2 separate regions of the Oryctolagus cuniculus genome follow, and region 1 is linked to region 2. The links are chromatin contacts, called in public Micro-C maps. All regions are on one chromosome and are shown on one strand. The core of a region is the stretch at or near the end of the contact, and the rest is flanking DNA. Distances in the headings are between cores, read along the strand shown. Region 1 holds the start of ANKRD39 (ankyrin repeat domain 39). Region 2 holds the start of COX5B (cytochrome c oxidase subunit 5B).

The links. Hi-C and Micro-C count contacts between places; a contact is called where the count stands out from the background.
Region 1: a contact with region 2 is called in a Micro-C map of ear pinna, with 9 times the contacts expected there. The contact joins the promoter of ANKRD39 here to the promoter of COX5B in region 2. A contact is called at or near these places in 3 of 6 Hi-C or Micro-C datasets (ear pinna, psoas muscle and an unstated tissue).

Annotation. Positions count from the first base shown.
Region 1 is chr2:110,867,249-110,874,697 of mOryCun1.1, forward strand. ANKRD39 (ankyrin repeat domain 39) reads left to right here and starts at 4,385. Exons shown (of 4, transcript XM_002710017.5): 1 at 4,385-4,576. The coding sequence starts at 4,390. It overlaps SEMA4C (semaphorin 4C), which reads left to right. Exons shown (of 15, transcript XM_070068765.1): 13 at 665-822; 14 at 917-987; 15 at 1,116-2,750. The coding sequence ends at 1,945.
Region 2 is chr2:110,723,388-110,730,324 of mOryCun1.1, forward strand. COX5B (cytochrome c oxidase subunit 5B) reads right to left here and starts at 2,420. Exons shown (of 4, transcript XM_002710006.5): 1 at 2,187-2,420; 2 at 1,550-1,623; 3 at 1,266-1,365; 4 at 521-719. The coding sequence starts at 2,289. The coding sequence ends at 607.

The sequences.
Region 1 (7,449 bases), core at 3,135-5,634, 150 kb after region 2:
CTGACCCCTCCCAGGCTGTGAGCTGTTGGTGGCACCCACATGACATCCAGTCCCCACCAGTGGGACAGCTTTCCCACCAGTCCCCAGTGGGCTCTGCCCCGGAGCCCGTACTCCCTAAAGCGCTCTCAATGTGCCCTCGTGCAGGGCTCCTTCCTGGCTTGTTTGCAGCAGCACTGCCCTCCCCAACATACCCCCCCCCAACATCGATCGTGGGTTTGTTTGCCTTTCACCGGCCATTGTGATTCAAAATTGTTCCCTAGAACATGGAATAATGGCAGAAAGAAAGCGCGTGGTTGAATAAACACGCAGATTGGCAGTCACCCTTGCAACAGAGCAAAACACCTTATGCAATGCTGCTGCTACTGAGAGAGCTGCTTGGCCTTGAGAAAAACGTATTTCCTGCAGAGAGAGAGAGAGTATGAGAGTGTGTGTGTGTGTGTGTGTGTGTGTGTGTGTGTGTGTGTGTGTGAGATTATGCTGCTCGGCCTTGGCTCCGTCACCTGTTTCTAATAAGGTCATGTCTGTAAGGTGCTTAGGGTTGCGTGTGGCTTGTAGTAAGCCCTCCCTCCGTGCAGTCTTTGGGTCTTAGCGCTCCCGCTGTAGCGCCCTCTGGTCCTCGTGTGCCCCCTGCGCTGGCCTGGCCTGAGCCCCTCTTCTCCTGCAGAAGCTCCTCTTCGCTGGGTCCCGCTCCCAGCTGGTTCAGGTGCCCCTGGCAGACTGCGCCAAGTACCGCTCCTGTGCAGACTGTGTCCTCGCCCGGGACCCCTTCTGTGCCTGGAACGCCAACACCAGCCGCTGCGTGGCCGTGGGCGCCCACTCCGGGTGAGGAGGGCTCCTGGCGTTGTGGGGCCCCGGAGGGAGAGGAAGGAGGGGTGGGTGGAGCCGGGCTGCTGACGGGTCCCCCGCTCCCCCGCAGATCCCTGCTGTTGCAGCAGATGAACACCTCGGACACCTCAGGCGTCTGTAACCAGCGGGGCGGTAAGAAAGGTGAGCTGGCTTTTCTGTGCCCCCTTCCATCGGCCCGGGCCCTGGCTCCGAGCTGGCGGTCCCGCTCCTCTCCCCCCGGCCCTGGGTTTCCTGCTCTAACTCTGCCCTTTCTCTTTCTGCCGCTGCAGTCAGGCTCACTCCCAAGAACATCACCGTGGTGGCGGGCACAGACCTGGTGCTGCCCTGCCGCCTCTCCTCCAACCTGGCTCACGCCCACTGGACCTTCAGGGGCCGGGACCTGCCCGCCGAACAGCCCGGCTTCTTCCTCTCGGATGCCCGACTCCAGGCCCTGGTGGTGATGGCTGCCCAGCCCCACCACTCCGGCACCTACCGCTGCTTTTCGGAGGAGCAGGGGGCGCGGCTGGCTGCTGAAAGCTACCTTGTGGATGTCATGGTGGGACCCTCAGTGACCATGGAGGCCCGGGCCCCCTTGGAGAACCTGGGGCTGGTGTGGCTGGCCGTGGTGGCCCTGGGAGCTGTGTGTCTGGTGCTCCTGCTCCTCGTTTTGTCACTGCGCCGGCGGCTGCGGGAAGAGCTGGAGAAAGGTGCCAAGGCCGCCGAGAGGACCCTGGTGTACCCTCTGGAGCTGCCCAAGGAGCCCACTGGCGCCCCCTTCCGGCCTGGCCCTGAAACCGACGAGAAACTTTGGGATCCGGTTGGCTACTACTACTCCGATGGCTCCCTCAAGATAGTGCCTGGACACGCCCGGTGCCAGCCTGGAGGTGGGCCCCCCTCTCCTCCTCCTGGCATGCCCGGCCAGCCCCTGCCTTCTCCGACGCGACTTCACCTGGGGGGTGGGCGGAACTCAAACGCCAACGGCTACGTGCGCTTACAACTGGGAGGGGAGGACCGGGGAGGCCTTGGGCACCCCCTGCCGGAACTCGCCGACGAACTGAGACGCAAACTGCAGCAGCGCCAGCCCCTGCCCGACTCCAACCCCGAGGAGTCATCAGTATGAGGGCAGCCCCGCCACCGCAGTGGCGGGGGGCACGTGGGAGGCGCAGCTCCTACTTTGCACAGGCACCAGCTACCTCAGGGACATGGCACGGGCACCCGCTCAGCATGGGCACTGCCACTTGGTGTGGCTCACCAGGACACCGGCCTCATGGGAGGCGTCTTCCTCCTCTCTGTGGATCACGGACATGTGGGACCCCAGCCGCCAAAACCTTCCAAGGCAGAAGTTTCAAGTTGTGTGTGTGTGTGTGCGCGTATTTGTGTTTGTGCGTGTGTATGTGTGTGTGTGTGCACGCGTGCACATGTGGCATAGCCTTTCTGTTCAGTCTTCCCTTGGCCTGGGGTCTCCCTGGTGAGTCACTGGAGCTATGAAGGGGAAGGGGTCGTATCGCATTGCCTCTCTTACCCCCACCTGTCCCAAGCGTGGGGCAGTGCTGTACATATGGGGGTGGGGTGGGCAGGGTGCGGTACCCCTTTGGGGGAGTGCAGGGCTCCGTTGGGGGGAGGGGGGTGGGCCTGGTCCCGCCCCCAGGGCTGTGAATGTTTTCAGGGTGGGGGGAGGGAGATGGAGCCTCCTGTGTGTTTGGGGGCAGGGGTGGGCGGGGCCTCCCTCTTGGCCTGGGTTCAGTGGTATTTTATATTCATCCTCCCCCCATCCAGGGCTGGGGAAGGTTGTGCAGGGGCAAGGTGGGCATATCCTCTCAGCCCTAGGGGGAGGGCCCCTAACTGTAACTTATTGTGTCCCACGTATTTATTTGTTGTAAATATTTGAGTATTTTTATATTGACGAATAAAATGGAGAAAATAAAGCTCTCACGGTAATGGGGGATAAGGCATGTGAGCTCAAAGTCTTGCAGGTACCAAGAGGCAAGGCTCTGTGTGGGTTGAGCCAGGCTGCCCTGGGCCCACGCACGCTCCCTGGGCGGTGCCCCTTCTGCGGTTCCAGCCAGCCTGTGCCCCTCTCTGCAGGGAGCATGGCCCAGACTCCTCCAGGGTTTTCCCACAGTGGTGGCAGCAGGGCTGGGAACCAGACCACGGCTGCAGCCCCTTGGGAGCCAGCCTTGGCTTCGGGCCAAAGGGAGAAGTCCAGGCACTGGGAGAGGAGGAGGAGGAGGAGGGGCCTGCCTTCCCAGAACCCCGGGCAGTGAGGGGGCCGAAGGAGGGGACTTCCTAGAAGCAGTTTTAAGCTCGGGTAGGCGGTGAACATGGTTATGCTCACTGGCGTGAGGGATTGGGCGCCCGAGCAGTTTAGGGGAAGAGAGATCCCGTCCGGCCTTTGGTCCTCCGGGAAGGAGCTGCTGCTGCCACCCAGGGTGTCCTAGCGAGGGAGAGGCCTGGGGCCAAGATGTGAGAAACAACAGGACCCAGCCTGGACTCCTTCCCGATGGCTTTAGACACGCCAGAGTCCAGCCCATGTCCAGGACATGGAAACGAGGTCCCCCGTGGCTGTCACAGCCTCTGACCCAGGCTTGCTGGCACGGGCTGCCCTGTGTGTGCTCATCTGGCGACTCAGTGCCAGTGCCGGGTCCACAGGTGTCAGTCTGTGAGGTTGATACATGAAGACTGATCTGGTAAACCAGGTGCCTGTGGTGGGAGAGGTGATGGGGAGAGGGGTGGGGCACAAACCTAGGCCCTGGCCTTGCCTCTGGGGCTTCTGTGGGGCTACTCCTACTAGCAGGCCAAGTTGTGGCCAGCTGCCCCTTGCTGGAGTAACACGGTGCATCTGCAGGGAGCCTTTGAAGAGGTCACGGGGACTAGGCATTTGGCACAGGGGTTAAGACGCCACTTGGGACGCCGGCATCCCATAGGTGTGGCTGAGTTTGAAGAGCTCCTTCGCTTCGCTTCTAGCTTCCTGCTAATCTGCACCCTGAGAGGCGAGTAATTACTTGACGGTTCAAATAACTGGAGCCCTGCTGCCCACGGGAGAGACCCAGACTTGACTTCCGGACCCCTGGCCGTTGGGGACGTTCGGGGAGCGAACCAGACAATGGAAGATCTGCCTTTGCCTAGCTCCCTGCCTTTAAAATAAAGTGCTTTTTCAAAGGTCACTGCGCGGCCACAATGGTGTGGGAAGAGGGGGTGAAGGATCGTGGAGGAAGCCCAGGTGGACAAGGGCGGTGAGGGAAAAAACCCGCTAGGCCTCTGAAGGTTACATAAAAACTCTGGCCGGGCCCAGCCGCCTCGCCTCCGCATCCTGGCAAAGCCCCGCCAGTCCGCCCCGCGGGACCCCACTCCCAGGGCCCAGAACACCACGCCGCCGCCCTCAGCCCTCCGCTTAGTCTCGGACGCCCTCGCGTGGCGCTGTCGGGTGACGCCGGGGCGCAGCAAGTCCCGCCCCGCCACCACGATTCGTTCTCGAGCTAAGGCCTAAGACTCTGGATTGGCCGGCTCCGGGGAGGGGGCGGGACTCTAAGGCCAAGGACGCACGGTGAGTGGCCAGATACGGGGATGGCGGGAGGGGCACTGCGTCCGTCACTCTGGCCAGCGGGGGCCGAGCGGGTGTCCGGCCCCTGGGTTGCAGGCGCAGAAGCTGCAATGGCGGCTCCACGGCCGTGCGTGGACGGACCCTGCTGCTCTCGTCCCAGCGCGGTGCCCGGCGTGCAGCAGACGCTGGAGGAGATGGACTTCGAGAGGGGTGAGGCGGGCGGTCGCGTGGCCCCGCAGGCCCGGAGCCCGGCCCTTTGGGACCCTCAGGGTTGCGAGCTGAAGGGGGAGGCTGCGAACGGCACCCCGAGGGCTGCGGGCCGTGTGCGGGGAGGGCGAGGAGGGGGCTCACGAGGCCGGTACGAGCTCGGCCATGGAACACTCGTCTTGGCGAGCAGGCGGGCAGACAGCCATTGGTTTCTGTAGTTTTTCCGAGTGGGGAGGCTGGGCCTGGAGACCCGAGCTTGCTCGGGCGTCAGAGAGGGGGGCGCGGGAGCAGAATCTGCACCTGGAGGCAGGGAGCTTCGGGCCTGGGGCTGCCGCGGCGCTGCGGCCCGGGGGCGCCTGCTGGGGTGGGCCCTGTGCATGCTTTAGGGAAGGCACAGAGCTGCCCACCGGCAGCCTTCGTGCCAGCTAGGCGGTACCTCTGGGCCTGTGGGGCTGCCGGGGAGGAACGGGGGGAGGGCTGGCCGCCCGAGCCCCCCTTCTGCGAGTTGGAGCCGCTGTGCCTTTTTACCGTGCTGTGTCATGACGCCTTGCAGAGGCAGCTTCCGTAGTAAGAGCGCTCCTGCTTTATAGACAGCCGCATTCCACCGTCGCTGGCACCTGCCCGCTTCCCTGCGTGTGTCCTACTGCCACCTCCTGGCCGACTGCAGTAGTCCCCCTGCTTCCCCTCTTCCATCTCCCACACAGCAGCCAGAGAGACCCTTGCAAAATACCAGACCAGACCAGTTCCCGTTGCTTTTAGAATAAACCCAAAAGCCTCAGCCCCGCCTGCCAGAGCTCTGTGGTCCTAAGCGCTGCCCACTGTGCTTCTCTACCCTCCTTTTATTTCCCAACCTTTCCCTTCTCAGTCACCGGGCATCGGCCACACTTGCTTTGGTGTCTCAGTTAAGCGAGACTTCTTGAGTTACGCCCTCCTTCTTGCTGTCCTGTCCCCCAAGGAGCGCACTTCCTGCAGGGGCCGGCGTGGGTGCACTGGTTGGGGTGCCCCACCGCCCGCTTTGGAGTGCCAGCTTTGAGTCCCAGCTCGGGTTCTGATCCAGGTTCCTGCTAACACACACCCTGGGAGGCAGCAGGTGATGGCAGAGGAACCTGGGTCCCTGCCACCCAAGTGGGAGACTCAGATCGAGTTCTGGTCTGGCTCCAGCTTGCTCCAGCCCTGGAAGATGGAAGATCTCTGTCTCTCTGCTTTTCAAATAAAATAGAAAAAAAAAAAAAATGAACTTCCACAACCATTAGGCTGGTATCTGCCTGATGCTTTGCCTTCAGATCCTCAGCTGCGGATGGTCCTGCCCTGTAAGAAACTTTGACTGTCTAAAGACACTTTGGGGGCTCAGAGCTGTGGGCGTAGATAAAGCCACCGCCTGCAGTGCCAGCATTCCATGTGGGCACAAGTTCAAGTCCCAGCTGCTCCACTTCCAATCCAGCTCCCTGCTAATGCACCTGGGAAAGCAGTGGAAGATGGTCCAAGTCCTTGGGCCCCTGCACCCGCGTGGGAGACCCAGAAGAAACTCCTGGCTTCTGTCTTTGGATTGGCCCAGCTCCGGCTGTTGCGGCCACCTGGGGAGTGAACCAGTGGTTGGAAGACCTCTCTCTCTTTCTCTATGCCTCTGCCTCTCTGTAACCCTGCCTTTCAAATAAATAAATAAATCTTAAAAAAAAAAAAAGCTATATGAACACTTTAAAAATTTGTTTTTGGTTGTCAAAACCAGGAGGTGCTGCATACACACTGCAATGCCTAGGACGGCAACCCCACAAGCAAGAGTTATCTGCCCCAAAATGTGGATTGTGCTGCTGTTGAGAAAAATTAGCCCTGGGGCTGGTGCTGTGGCATAGAGGGTAGAGCGCCAGCATCCCATATGGGTGTAGGTTCGAGTCCCGGCTCCTCCACTTCTGATCCAACTCTCTGCTGTGTCCTAGGAAAGCAGTAGAAGATGGCCCAAGTGCTTGGGCCCCTGCACCCATGTGGGAGACCCAGAAGAAGCTCCTGGCTCCTGGCTTTGGATTGGCCAGGGTCTGGCCATTGCGGCCATCTGGGGAGTGAACCAGTGGATGGAAGACCCCCCCCAACCCCGCCTCTGTAATTCCGCCTTTCAAATAAATAAATAAAATCTTAAAGAAAAGAACCTTGGGCCGGTGCCGCAGCTCACTAGGCTAATCCTCCGCCTTGCGGCGCCTGCACACCGGGTTCTAGTCCCAGTCGGGGTGCCGGATTCTGTCCCGGTTGCCCCTCTTCCAGGCCAGCTCTCTGCTGTGGCCAGGGAGTGCAGTGGAGGATGGCCCAAGTGCTTGGGCCCTGCACCCCATGGGAGACCAGGAGAAGCACCTGGCTCCTGGTTTCGGATCAGCGCGGTGTGCCAGCCGCAGCGGCCATTGGAGGGTGCACCATCGGTAAAGGAAGACCTTTCTCTCTGTCTCTCTCTCTCACTGTCCACTCTGCCTGTCAAAAAAAAATAATAAAATAAAATAAATAAGAAAGAAAGAAAAGAACCTATCCCCATCCATGCTAGGGCCTTCTTCTCCAGGTCACCCTGATAAATCTGTCATCTTTCATTGCTTTCATCAAAGCAGTTTTCATAACTTGATATTATTTTGTTTATTTAAATTTTTAAAAATATTTTATTTAATTATTTGAAAGAGTTACAGAGAGTCAGAGAGAGACAGGGAGGTCTTCCATCTGATGGTTCACTCCCCAAAGGGCCACAACAGACAGAGCTGAGCCAATCTGAAGCCAGGAGCCAGGAGCTTCCTCCGGGTTTCCCATGTGGGTGCAGGGGCCCAAGGACTTGGGTCATCTGCTGCTGCTTTCCCAGGCCACAGCAGAGAGCTGGATCAGAAGTGGAGCAGCCGGGACTTGAACCG
Region 2 (6,937 bases), core at 1,170-3,669:
GCCTGATTCCACAGCCTGTCTTTTCCCCTGCACTAGGTGCTCCCAAGCACTGCATTCCGGGTTGTTAATCTACTTAATCTAAGCAGTGCACACTGGTTGTAGACTGTGAGTAGCAAGCTGGTATTAACAGAGAGCTATTCCCAATGTAAGAATCACCCACCCAAAAATATATGGGGGCCAGCACTGTGGCATAGCAGGTAAAGCCGCTGCCTGCAGTGCCAGCATCCCATATGGGCACCGGTTCAACTCCTGGCTGCTCCACTTCCGATCCAGCTCTCTGCTGTGGCCTGGGAAAGCAGTGGAAGATGGCCCAAGTCCTTGGGGTTTCCCACATGGGAGACCTGGAAGAAGCTCCTGGCTTCGGATCAGCACAGCTCTGGCCGCTGCAGACATCTGGGGAGTGAACCAGCGGATTGAAGACCTCTCTCTGCCTCTCTTTAACTCTGCCTTTCAAAGAAAAATAATAAATCTTACAAAAAAAAAAAAAGGAAAAGAAAACAAAGAAGTAAAGCCAGTCACCTACGGGAGGAGGAGCCAATACAATGGCTAATCTTTATTGGGAAGAAGAAACCTCACAGCACATTCTGATTAAGTTAGCGCAGGGGCTCAGTGGGCCAACTGGTGAGGCACCAGCTTATAATGGGTTCCACAGTTAGGGCATCGCTGGGTCTCGCCTTTGTGCAGCCAGAACCAGATGACAGCACTGTTGTCCTCTTCACCTGAAAGGACAAAAGGAGTTTGAAAGTCATCCGGTCTAAGAAGAGAGACTTTCAACATTGACCTTTTTTACCCAGACACCTCGGAGACAGAAATAAAACTGTGGCTGACATCTGAGGACATCAGTTCAAACTCTCCTCCCTACTCTCCAGATGAAGAACTGAGGCCCTGCATCTACCTGCACATATACCGACCTTACAGCAAGGTCACTGTAAGTTCTAGCAATACCCTTGCCTACACAGACTTCCAAACGGGGTCCACTCTGGTGTGCATCCCTGGGGCCTAAAACATTGCCCAAGATTTGTGAATGAAAATTCCATCTTCATCATGCACTTCCAGCCAGCCAGTCTTGCTGCTTGTTCCACACCTCTTTCCAGTAAGGATGACCTACTGCGTGAGAGCCAGGACTCTGGGAACAACTTAGTTATACACACATCCTCTTTACATTCATAGAGTTGCACACACACACACGAGATGTGAAGCAGCTTATAGCCGTCCCAAACAGAATATACTACTTAAATAGTTAAGAAAACGTGTCAGGGACTTACAGATGCAGCCCACTATTCGCTTGTTGGTGATGGAAGGGACTAAATTAGGGTCCTCCTTGGTGCCTGAAGCTGCCTTTGGGGGTAGCATATTGTATGGGTCCTGGAAAAAAAAAAAAAAAAGAATTACTCCACTATGCCATAAGACTTCTACCCTCCCGGAGCTGAGGCCTGCTCCCACAAGCCAGGCTGCCTGGATCAAATGCACGGAGAGGACTGGCGACTCCCCCGATTCCATCCCAGACCCATGAGCACCACAGAAGACACAGAAGGGAGCCCCTCCTCACCAGTCCCTTCCGCGCGGCCATCATGACCTCCCTCTCCAGCCCGGTGGCCTGTTCCTCATCGGTCGGGACACCACCTAAAGGAAGACACGTGCATTATGTCCTTTAGCGACCCAGACAGGAAAAGGCACGCTGCAAATGATCAAGACGGAAAACGCCACACACGAGCTCCTGTCTATGTTTTACTGGGCTCACGGGCTCCTAAAGGCTGCAGATACCCAGGATCCTCTAGGGACGAGCCCCAAAAGACCAGCACCAGCGGAAGCTTTGCTCTCTCCACACCTCCAACCACCAAAACCGATTTTTCGACATTTTTCTAAAAGCTGGTCAACCAGAGTCCACTCGGCTCAGAGTGGGCGCGGGTTTGAAGGGCAGCCCGGTCCCGCTCCATCCCGTTTGCAATCCCTGCCCTCCAAGGTCATCCGGCACCTCTGCTGAGGAGTCTTACTCTGCGGGGTCAGCTCGGTGGGCGGCAGTAGCGGAAGCCCGAAATGACAGGGCGACGCCCGCAGAGCTTGATGCACTCGGGGCCGAGAGGTGGCCACTGGGGCCCAGAGGGGCTGCAGAGCCCGACCCGCTTTCCTGCCCCAGCCCCAACCACCCCGGGAGAGCAACGACACCGGTCCCTTGCGCCGCGTACCTCCAGAAGCCATGGAGCGCACGGCAGCCGCTCCATTGGGTCCGCGGGCCCTCAGGGCCTGAGCAGCCAGCGCTCCAGCTCCGCGAAGTAACCTTGAAGCCATCACGCCCGCGACAAACAGCGCCACTTCCGGGAACAAGCTCTAGAGATGGGCGGGACTTCCGGGGGCGGGCTTCTTTCTCCTCCTGGTTAGTCTTCCGCTTCCTACCAGCTCCCGAGTCCACGTGACGGTTTCGTGGGGGAGATTGCGCATGCCCAGCACTGCAAAGACGCGGGTTCGGGCCCCGTCAATGGCGGGTCTTTAGGTTTGGTTTTTGGTAACCCTGGGGTTTGGACAATTCAGTGACCCAGCCGAATGGGAGTTGCTGTGCGTCTTACCTGATGGTTGGGTCACTGAGGAGGCTGCGGACGGAAGTCTTTAAGTCAGCGTCTGTCAGGAGACTTGCGTTAGTACCAATTACTTATACAGGTGTACTATGTAGGGTAATGAGCCCCCTGGTGATGAGCAGGAGGCTAGAGCCAGAGGTGGCCGCTCCCAGGACCAAGGCCCTTTGATGATATGAGGTGAGGGAGTGACCCTTCCGCGGGTTATTAACTAAGGAAAAGATGAGGGGAGGAGAGGAGCAGGAAGGGGAAGTGATAATGGGAAGTGGAGTCGCAGAACGCACTGTGTGGCCAGAGTTCTGTTTAAAACCGACAACATCCTCCAATAACTCCCCGTTTACCTTCAGGCTTAGGGTGGGCATGGAGAGCCTTGGGAAACGCTTTCCTCCTTGTCGACTCCTCGCCGCTTGGTTCGCATCAAGTGTTAGCAAGTCTGCGGTTCCCTACCAGATGGAAAATCCCTTCAGAGTGGAAATGATACCGCATCATCGTGGAGTTACGTATCTTGCAGAGGCCTGGCATATATAGCATTTTTAGTACTTGGACGGAGGATACAGGATCGGTTTATAGGGCAATTTGAGGCAGGTTGGAGAGTGGAGGTCCCATACGGGTTATGATACTCAAAAGGACCTCCTCCTTCAGGGGAGCTCATGTGGTCTTCCTGGGTGCCCTTTCCACCAAGGGGAGAAAAATGGTCTCTATCCTGAGACCAGACTTGACTTGATCCTCTTCAAAGGTGGGTTTTGCTTTGAGTGTTGCCCCCTTCTTCCTACATCCACTGCAACTCCTCTAGATTACACAGAAGGGAAGTTATTTAAAACCAAGGAATGGTCCCCAAGGATCTATCGTTGATTTGTACCTGTGGTTTGGTGTTTGGTGAGAAAAAAAATCATTGGTCTGGAAAACAGCTGGCCCTACCAGGCAGCTCAGTCCGATTTTGTTTTGTTTTGTTTTCTCTTTTTGGCCACCTTGTCCTAATCAGTGAAACGATAATCAGATGAGGATACTGTTTTCCGAAGTACTCTATGGAATCCAAGGCTCAAGATGTGCGGTCAGAAAAAAGGAATTGGCCAAGATAGGACAGTCCTGCTTGTGAGGACCACCCTCTTGGACGTGCAAATCAACATGTTAAAGGCTCTGCAGCAAAGAACTCTGCTTCGCAGTTTCTTAAGCTGGACTTTTCCTGTCTTAGCCACAAAAGGCTTTCGTGGGGAGCACCTACTAACCTGCTCCTGAGCAGGCCGGTGGGACAGTCAGCTCTGATGTGTTAGGAGTCCCTGCTGCCTGACACAGATGGTTTGCTCCAAGCTAGAAGTTAGGAATTGAATTGGGGCTTGTTCCACACATAGTGAGCCCTCGTCCAGGGCTCCACTTCTCCCCGGGACTATTCAGATTGTGCGGGTGAGCTCTAAAATCAGATCCTCTCCCACCCCTGCTGCCTCCAGCGCCTGCCACCCTCACTCACACCCGTGCCCCTGAGGTTTCCTGGGGGAGCAGTTGGCCACTCCTGCTCCATCATTGGCTTTGCCTAAATGAACTTTTTTTTTTGCCTTTACAGGCTAATTTTTAGTTGCAAAAATAAATGCTTATTATACTAAGTCCACACAGACACAGTAAGGAAAAGGTTAAGAATTTGGTGTTTATCTTCTCTTCTCTGTGCCGGTTTCTCAACCTCAGCGTGACTGACACGTGTAGAGGGGAGGGGTGAGGCTGCCCAGTGTGTGTTTTAGGATTTAGCAGCTATGCCATTAGTGTTTGACAACTAAAAATGTCATTAGTCATCTTGTCCCCCTGGGGGACCAAATCACACTTGCTTGAACATATTGCTCTATACCTGCGTTAACATATTCAAAGAAACACACCTATATAGGAAGTTTCCTAAAATTACACAAACGTAGCCGGGTAGGCATTGGGCGCTGTGGTTAACATGCAACCTGTGATGCCCTGCATCCTATATCAGAGTGCCTGAGTTCAAGTCCTAGTTCCAGTTCTGATTCCAGTGTCCTGCTAATGTGCACACTGGAAGGCAGCAGGTGATGGCCCAAGTACTTGAGTTCCTGCCACCCTTGAGAGACCCAGATTGAATTCCAGCCTCCGGACTTCGGCTGGATCCAGCCCTGGCTGTTGTAGGCATTTGGGGAGTGAATTAGCAGATGAAATGTGTCTCTGTCTATCTGTCTCTACCTCTCTGCCTGCCAAAATAATAAATGAAAATATACAAATTTGGTAAAATGTGTTTTTTTCTTTGACCACTTTAGAAGTTATTGCTAATTTTTTTTTCATTTCATAAAATATCTTGTGGACATCTGCCCAGATCAACACATATAAGTCTAGCTTACTTTCTGTAATTGCTGCAAAACATTGCCTACTATGAGTGGGCTGTAATTTATCTAGCTGTTCCCCTTGATGAACATTCAGATGGTTTCTTGGTTTTTGCCCCTCAAACAATGATGCAGTGCACATTTCTATACAGTCTTTTTTTGTTTGTTTTCATTTTTTTAACTTTTATTTAATGAATATAAATTCCAAAGTACGATTTATGGATTACAATGGCTTCCCCCACATACCGTCCCTCCCACCCACTACCCTCCCCTTTCCCACTCCCTCTCCCCTTCCATTCACATCAAGATTCATTTTCAATTATCTTAATATACAGAAGATCAGCTTAGTATACATTAAGTAAGGATTTCAACAGTTTGCTCCCACACAGAAACATAAAGTGAAAAATAATAGATGATTTTTTTAACTGATGATGAAATCAGATCAGACCTATTGTCATGTTTAATCCCAGTGAGAGTCAAGTTGGGAGTTGATAATTTCTTTTTTCTTTTCTTTTTTTTTTTTTTTTTTTTACAGAATCTATACAGTCTTATAAATAATTTGGAGCTTTGGTTTCTAAGAATTGAGTCAAGAGGTGTATCTGTGTGAAACATCCGAATAGGTTTTTCCAGGCTTCCTAAAAGTCTGGAGCAATTCCTGTTCTCACCAGTAGGGCACGCAAGTGTCAGTCCCTGTCTCTATCTCACTCAAAGTTTGCCTGCCCACACAATGACATCTAAGGGAGCTGAGCTATCTTTGCAGATGCCTTTTGACCATTTGCATTTCCTTGGGAATGTGAAATGCTGGTCTCAGCCTTTCAGGCAAACTACTTCACCTCTTTTTGCTTTATTTTCATTTTCTTTAAAATGGGCATCGTGGGGCAGGCATTTGGTGCGGCAATTTAAATGCTGCTTGAAACGCCCACATGCGTTATCAATCAGAGTACCTGGGTTCAAGTCCCAGCTTTGCTTTTTTTTTTTTTTTTTTTTTTTTTTTTGACAGGCAGAGTGGATAGTGAGAGAGAGAGACAGAGAGAAAGGTCTTCCTTTGCCGTTGGTTCACCCTCCAATGGCCACCACGGCTGGCATGCTGCAGCCGGCGCACCACGCTGATCCGATGGCAGGAGCCAGGTGCTTCTCCTGGTCTCCCATGGGGTGCAGGGCCCAAGCACTTGGGCCATCCTCCACTGCCTTCCTGGGCCACAGCAGAGAGCTGGCCTGGAAGAGGGGCAACCAGGACAGAATCCGACACCCCAACCGGGATTAGAACCCAGTGTGCAGGCGCCGCTAGGTGGAGGATTAGCCTAGTGAGCCACGGCGCCGGCCCCCAGCTTTGCTTCTGATTCCAGCTTCCTCTTAATGTGCACCCTGGGAGGCAGCACGGATGCCTCAAGCAGTTGAGTCCCTGCCACCGACATGGGAGACAGGAATCGAGTTCCCAGCTCTTTGCCTGGATCTGGCCCAGCCCTGGCTATTGTAGGCATTTGAAGGGTGAACCAGCAGATTTCTCTGTCTCTCCCTGACAATTTCAAATAAAAGTGAAAATAGGGGTAGATATTTGATGTAGTGGCTAAGACACCACCTGGGGGACCAGCATTGTGGTGTAGAAGGTAAAGCCACTGCCTGTGACACCAGCACCCCTTTTGGGCACCAGTTCAAGTCCCTGCTGCTCTGCTTCTGATCCAGCTCCCTGCTAACGGCCTGGGAGAAACATGAGAAGATGAGCCAAGTATTTGGGCCCCTACAAACCATGTGGGAGATTTGGATGAAGCTCTGGGCTCCTGGCTAATGCAACTGTCTGGGGAGTGAACCAGCAGATGGAAGATCTCTCTCTGTCTCTGTCTCTGTAATCTGACTTCCAAATAAATAAATACATCTTTAAAAGAGAGATAGAGAGCTACCACTTGGGACACATGCATCCCATATCAGAGTGCATGAGTTCGAGTCCCAGTTGCACGTCTGATTCTAGCTTCCTGTTAATGCGCACCTGGTAGCAGCAGGTACTTGGCACCTGCCATCCACATGGGAGACTTGGATTGAATTCCTGGC